2 separate regions of the Bos taurus genome follow, and region 1 is linked to region 2. A link is a contact called in public Hi-C data. All regions are on one chromosome and are shown on one strand. The core of a region is the stretch at or near the end of the contact, and the rest is flanking DNA. Distances in the headings are between cores, read along the strand shown. Region 1 overlaps CORO1C (coronin 1C). Region 2 overlaps SSH1 (slingshot protein phosphatase 1).

The links. Hi-C and Micro-C count contacts between places; a contact is called where the count stands out from the background.
Region 1: a contact with region 2 is called in a Hi-C map of liver, with 2.7 times the contacts expected there. The contact joins two enhancer-like sites. A contact is called at or near these places in 2 of 11 Hi-C or Micro-C datasets (liver and skeletal muscle).

The regions. Positions count from the first base shown.
Region 1 is chr17:64,265,558-64,268,593 of ARS-UCD2.0, reverse strand. All of the region lies in intron 3 of CORO1C (coronin 1C), which reads right to left. Among named protein-coding and RNA genes, the nearest start is that of SELPLG, 31 kb to the left of the region's middle. Within about 2 kb of position 1,278, at least 20 of the 102 cell types and tissues checked have an H3K27ac peak or open chromatin away from gene starts, as enhancers often do. A contact at or near this core is called in liver, where this site is marked.
Region 2 is chr17:64,156,008-64,158,785 of ARS-UCD2.0, reverse strand. SSH1 (slingshot protein phosphatase 1) reads right to left here. Exons shown (of 15, transcript XM_024977791.2): 5 at 2,248-2,369; 6 at 725-793. Among named protein-coding and RNA genes, the nearest start is that of TRNAG-CCC, 29 kb to the left of the region's middle. Within about 2 kb of position 1,520, at least 3 of the 102 cell types and tissues checked have an H3K27ac peak or open chromatin away from gene starts, as enhancers often do. A contact at or near this core is called in liver, where this site is marked.

The DNA.
Region 1 (3,036 bases), core at 29-2,528, 110 kb before region 2:
TTGCTTAGCGGAGGCAGAGTCTGGATTAGGAGTGGTTAAGGTTCAGCTCGGCTGTTGTCCTGCAAAGAATCAGGACAAAAAGGGTGCCAGTCTGAGGACCGTAGGCAAGTCGTGAATTATGGGATTATCCATAAACCCGCCTTCTGATGGCTTAAGAAACCACCTAATTTCCCCTGAATGCTCCATCAGTCAGCGGGTTTTGAGGCAGATGTGAACCAGCATGGGAAGGCAAGGGGGGTCGACTTTGCTCCTTCTCACCCCTCACCCAGACCAGGCTTCTCTCCTCCGGACAGAACAGACTCTGGCCTGCGGCCCCTCTCCTGGAGTGTGGGTGTCTGCTACCCTCCAGTGTTATCTGTTTGCTTTCCCCTGTTTTTATTCAACGGTTTATGATCAGTAAAACAGCTCCACATTGAACTTGGCTATTTGAATGTAAAGCAGGACAGAAATTTTGAACAGAAAACAAGCACTGATTTAATCAAAGCACGAAGTCAGCACAGAAACAATTAGGAAGTGGGACTTCAATGACTCAACAGGAAATGCATTTTGCAAAATGAATTCTGACCAGGCTTGGGACAGAAAGCATGTAATTCCATATGCTGTCTCCAGGTGGCACTGTGACCGCGGGCTGCCGGGTTTTCCCACAAGGATCGTAAAACCTTCAGTGCCTGACTGACCCCGATTAAATAGTGCATTTTCAAAATCCCTAATGAGGCGTGGAGTGATGGGTGGCTTTGGATATAATCAGCATTTCCTGTCTTAAACATGAGAGCTCATAACAGGACTTCATCTCTTCTTTCTCAAGCTTCTTCATCTTTTCTTTGGATGGCAAGGAGATTTTAGTGATGGAGCATAATATTTATTATATACTTTTAAAAATGAGGAAATTCTTTGTCCCTTCTTTATCTCACTTTTGGCAGACCTCACGGTTCCGTCAACAAGGCTTATGCATTTCACGCAGACACCTAACCCATCTTACTATCTCGGTCACTCACTCAAGAGCATTTTCCTTGAGTAGCCACCATAACACAGGCCCATTACCAGGCAAGGAGGGGAAGGACAACTAAGCTTAGATCTTGCTCTCAAGGGGTTTACAGTCTTAACAAAGCAGAGTGGTCAGTCTATGAGACTGAAAGCAAAAGACAGCAAAGTCAAGCAGACAGCTGGAGCATGGGCTCAGGAACCAAGCAGATCTTGGTTCCACTCCAGCCCAGGCCTCTTACGTTGATGGTCAAAGGGCTCAGCGCAGGGAAGCGTCAGACTTCATTTAGTGCCGTGAGGACTAAACGAATTAAGAAAGTCCTGGAACAGTGCCTGACACACAGTCAGTGCCCCCAGTACAGTGCAGGGATGTGGAATATCCTAATTCTACATATCAGCTGTATGACCTTGGGGACATTCACCTAACCTATCTGGACCTCAAGCTTCCTCGCCTATAAAATGGGAATAATAAGGAATTTGCTCTCACTGGGGTTGTCTGGAGACCAATGTGACAACAGCAATCTAAAGCACTCAGAACAATGCCTGGCCTAAGGCAGGCTCTGGGTAAGTGTTAGCTGTACTTATTACTTGTCTTTTTCACTAGGAAACCAGAGTCTACATTACCAACGCGACACTGGTGTAAGCTAAGTGGAGTGAAAATTAAGTGTCACGAGGTTGCCTTCCTGCCACCTGAGTCTGGTACATCCAGGAAGATTCCCTGAGGAGACACCTCTAAGGATGAATAGGAGTTAGGTGATAGGCGGAAGCAGGAAAGAAGGAAGGGGAGAGGGAAGGAAGGAAATCAAGGATCTAGTTTCAAAAGAAAACAGCTGTAGGGAGCAATTTTCTAAAGAGTAGATGCTCCAAAGAGGCTGGCTGAGGGGCTGAGAGACAGCAGAGTAAAAAGATAACACTGGCAGGAGAGCCCCAGCAGGAGGGGACAGTGACGGGAACTCCTGTGCGAGGAGACGCGAAGACAGCAGCCCTCCAGCCTCTGCAGGGAGGAAGGTGGACTCGGGAAAGGCCTGGCACACCTGTAGGTCCTTGCACATGAAGTGGACACAGCCCTGCTCGGTGCCCGCTGAGCTGGCTCACAGGCCCGCTGGCACGTGGCTCTCTGCCCTTTGCTGGGCTCCCTGCTGCAGCCACAACGGCCTTCCAGTTTGGACTGGAGAGGTCGCAGGAGTCTCATTCAGCCTATGTTTAGTTTCCCTGCGCACGACCCGGGACGCAGCCTGGTGTGGCCGCGGGCCAGGATGTCAGAGGCCAGGTCTCCGCCAGAGCTGGGACGCTAAGTGGCCACGTCAGCATGAAGAAGGGGCTTCACTTCCTGGAGCCTCGATTTCCTTGTTTGATTCAAGGGACAGCAGCAGCTCTACCCTCTGAGGGTAACTGGAAAGGTCAACACGTGGAAACATTCTGCGCCCCCAAGCACCCCCAAAGGTGAACTACTGCGAACGGAGTGACCTTTGACAAAATGTCACCTCTCTTGGGCCTGGGCTTCCTGAGTGGTAAAATGGGACACGCTCCTGCCTCACTGCGCTGTTAACAGTGATTAAAATAAGCACCATGTGAAGGCTTCACACGGTGCCCGGCAAAATAAAAGGATCTATGTTCATGATTCTTCTTCTTGTTGGTAACTGTGACCCTTATGACCCCAATATGTAATTTTAAGTCTCAACAGCAGGATTCTTGGCAATGAAATTAATTTGTCTTCAAATTAATTCAGCCCTTTACCTAACTGCCTAATTTATGTCCAAGATATCACATGTGTGAAAGCTCTAGTTCATGCCTGGGCCAATTAGCACAAATGAGATCAGCTCTGATCTCCAGGCTGGTCCGTTAGCTTCTCTGTGTTCTGTGGCCACTGCAAGGACTCTAATACCACTCGCTCTTCCAGACACATACTCGGGGAGCAGAGAGGAAGAGAGGCATCAGACACCCTCTGCTGAACCCTCAGCGGGCATTCAGCCTGGCAGCCACTACAAGCTATCCCCTCACCTCCTGGCTTTTTTCCTTTTTTAAAATAATACTGTGTATTCCTGGCATTTTCTG
Region 2 (2,778 bases), core at 271-2,770:
CTGGACCGCCCTCGGGCCCTGGTCTACCTGCCTGGCCCGCTGGGATGATTCCACCTCTTCAGCGCCCCCAAGGGGCACCCGAAACACACTGCACCTGCTGGTGTGTGTCTCCCCTCAGCCCTCAGAGACCTGGAACTCCAGCCACACCACTTCACCCGTGCACTTGCAGGGACCAGCCGCCGCGAGGGCACACGGCGCGTGTTCATTTAACAACTCAAAGCAAATGGAGGAACGTCTGTTTAATGCTATTCTTGAACTTCATACAGCAGAAGATCTCCCCAAAAGCAGACTGTTTCTGTTGGTACCTCGTGACCCAGACTCCCTTCTCATTAGAGGAGTGTGCGTGCTCAGTTGTGCCTGACTCTTTTCGACCAAATGGACTGTAGCCTGCCAGGTTCCTCTGTCCATGGGATTTCCCAGGCAAGAATACTGGGGTGGGTTGCCATTTCCTCCTCCAGGGGATCTTCCTGACCCAGGGATCTAACCCATGTGCCCTGTACTGGCAGGTGGATTCTTTACCACTAAGCCATCAGGAAAGCCCAAACTCCCTTGTATCACGTCCCAAATGGACCCTGCCTTGTGAGCCTCACGGGAGGGCAATGTTACTCCTGACGCGATAAACATGTCACACGTGGAGACTGTGTTAATGATTACCCAACATGTCCAAACTGACTTGTGTTTCAAAGTCTACGGTGAAACAAGCTTTTTAAAGAGGTCTCCTTACCCATCTCCATCGAGGTGGATTTTTGTGTCGCTCCACAGTCGGAGAACCATCCCGATGGTACAGCTTTTACTACACAGGAGGGAAGAGGAGACGTCTGGAGTTAGGGTCCACCCTCCTGCACGAGGCCTTCCCTCGCTGTGTCTCCACCCAGCTGGTCCAGCTCATGGGGGGGAACCACCACCTGCCCCTGGTCCCACTGCCTAGGGGTGTATCTGTCTGCAGGGACAGCCCACCACTGAATTCGAGAAGACGCGGGCCTCGGATGGCCAGAAACCCCAGCTTAGAGACAGTCACGGGGGACCACGACTCCACAAATGCTAGGTCTCAGCTGCAGCTCTCAGGGGCCAGGAGCAACCAGCGGACCACACGCCCACAGCGCAGCAGGGGGAAGCCGGCAACGGCAGGCACACGCTTGGCACGAGGCCACACAGTCTAGGGGACACAGGCAAATTGTGGCAGCTGCCCTCAGTCTCCTGTCCTGGGGTGGCAGGGGTGGAGAAAGTGCCAACACCAGGACTGGAGTTCACTTCTGGACCTCTGTTTCTATAGCTGCTGTGCAGTTGGTGTTTTAAAATTGAGCTTAATCTGTGGGTTTTTTTTTTTTTTGCATATCCTAACAGCATATCCTTAGCCATCGCCTGCTTCTGAAGGCCTCTGGCAGGCTGCCTGCCAGGCCCGTGCCTCTCCTGGGGTCCCATGACCACGCCACACTTCTCCATCACTGGGTACATCACCCTGACTTCTGGTTACGGCTCTCTCCCCGCTGAGCTTACAGGCTCCTTGAGGCTGAGAACTGTGGATACTCTTGCTGCCCTGTGTGCCGGGCTGAGCCTATTGCCTCATACTCAGGAGAATGCAAATGCATGGCTTGCTTAATGAAGAGCAGGTTAATGAGGAATAAAGAGAGTCTACTCTAATCCAGTTTTAACAAATTCAGGTTCTGCAATGATCTCACTCGCATTAACTTCTCTGATATGTAAGGAGAATCGTTCACCTCCATTTAACACACATAATAAGATCTATGATATAACTATTAGAAACTTGGCCTCCAGTTACTGGGAAATTCCCAACCTCTCTTCAAGCCTTTGACCTAGGACCCATCAACAAGTACTTGGGAATCCACGGGATATTAATACTGAATCAGGCCCTTGATATAATGCCCATCGATCACATACTTTCATATGGGATGGTCAGCCTGGAAGGCGCCTTCCTGCTTTACCTGGTCCTGCTCCTGCTTGCCCTGGGGTATTCACCATAGCTGTCACCTCCTCCAGGAAGCCCTCCTGGTTAAAGTGCCCTCTTCTAGGGCACCCCTGGGACCCAGGGTTAAATCTCTAAGCAGAGTATAGACCCTAAGCTCAGCACAACACACGAGAGCTAAAACGAGGGGCTCCACGGTCCCCAGGGCCTGACCACCTTGTCATCTACTGTCCCCACCATGGGTGTGAGACCCTGGAAACCTTTTTCCAGCAGCAACTCCTGGCCGTGCCGCAGAGGGGAGCCACCGTGCAGCGCAGACTCACCTCTCCTTACTGGAAAAGTCGACTCCCAGCAGGATACTCTCCTCCGTGTCCTGGCGCCCGCTGCTGTCCACCACCACCATGTACCGGACCCGCTCCGCCCAGGCACTCTCCAAGCGCACGGCCTAGACGGGCGGACATGCTCTCGCTGCCTGCCTTTCCAGGCGGCCGCCCCTTCCTCCACCAGCCCAAGACCGGAGACTTTTGTTTTTATCTTTCCCCTGAGAGTTTTGGAATTAAGATCAAAGTCTTACATCTGGTTTATATCCCCAGCATGAGGGACAGCGCCTGGCTCAGAGGAGACCCTCAAACTTCGTTAAATACGGGTGAACAAATAAAACCCAGAGAAAGACGATTTCAGCTCAGCACAGACTGACCCAGAAACCTTATCCACCCTTTCCTGCACCTTCTGGGGGACAGAGGAGCAGATGGGGATTTGGCCTTAGTGAACAGCTTGGGAGAATTTGCTATAATGTAAGAGAGCCAACCCCCTCCACCCCCTCATTCCCCAACCTCCCTTCCAACTCCCTGATC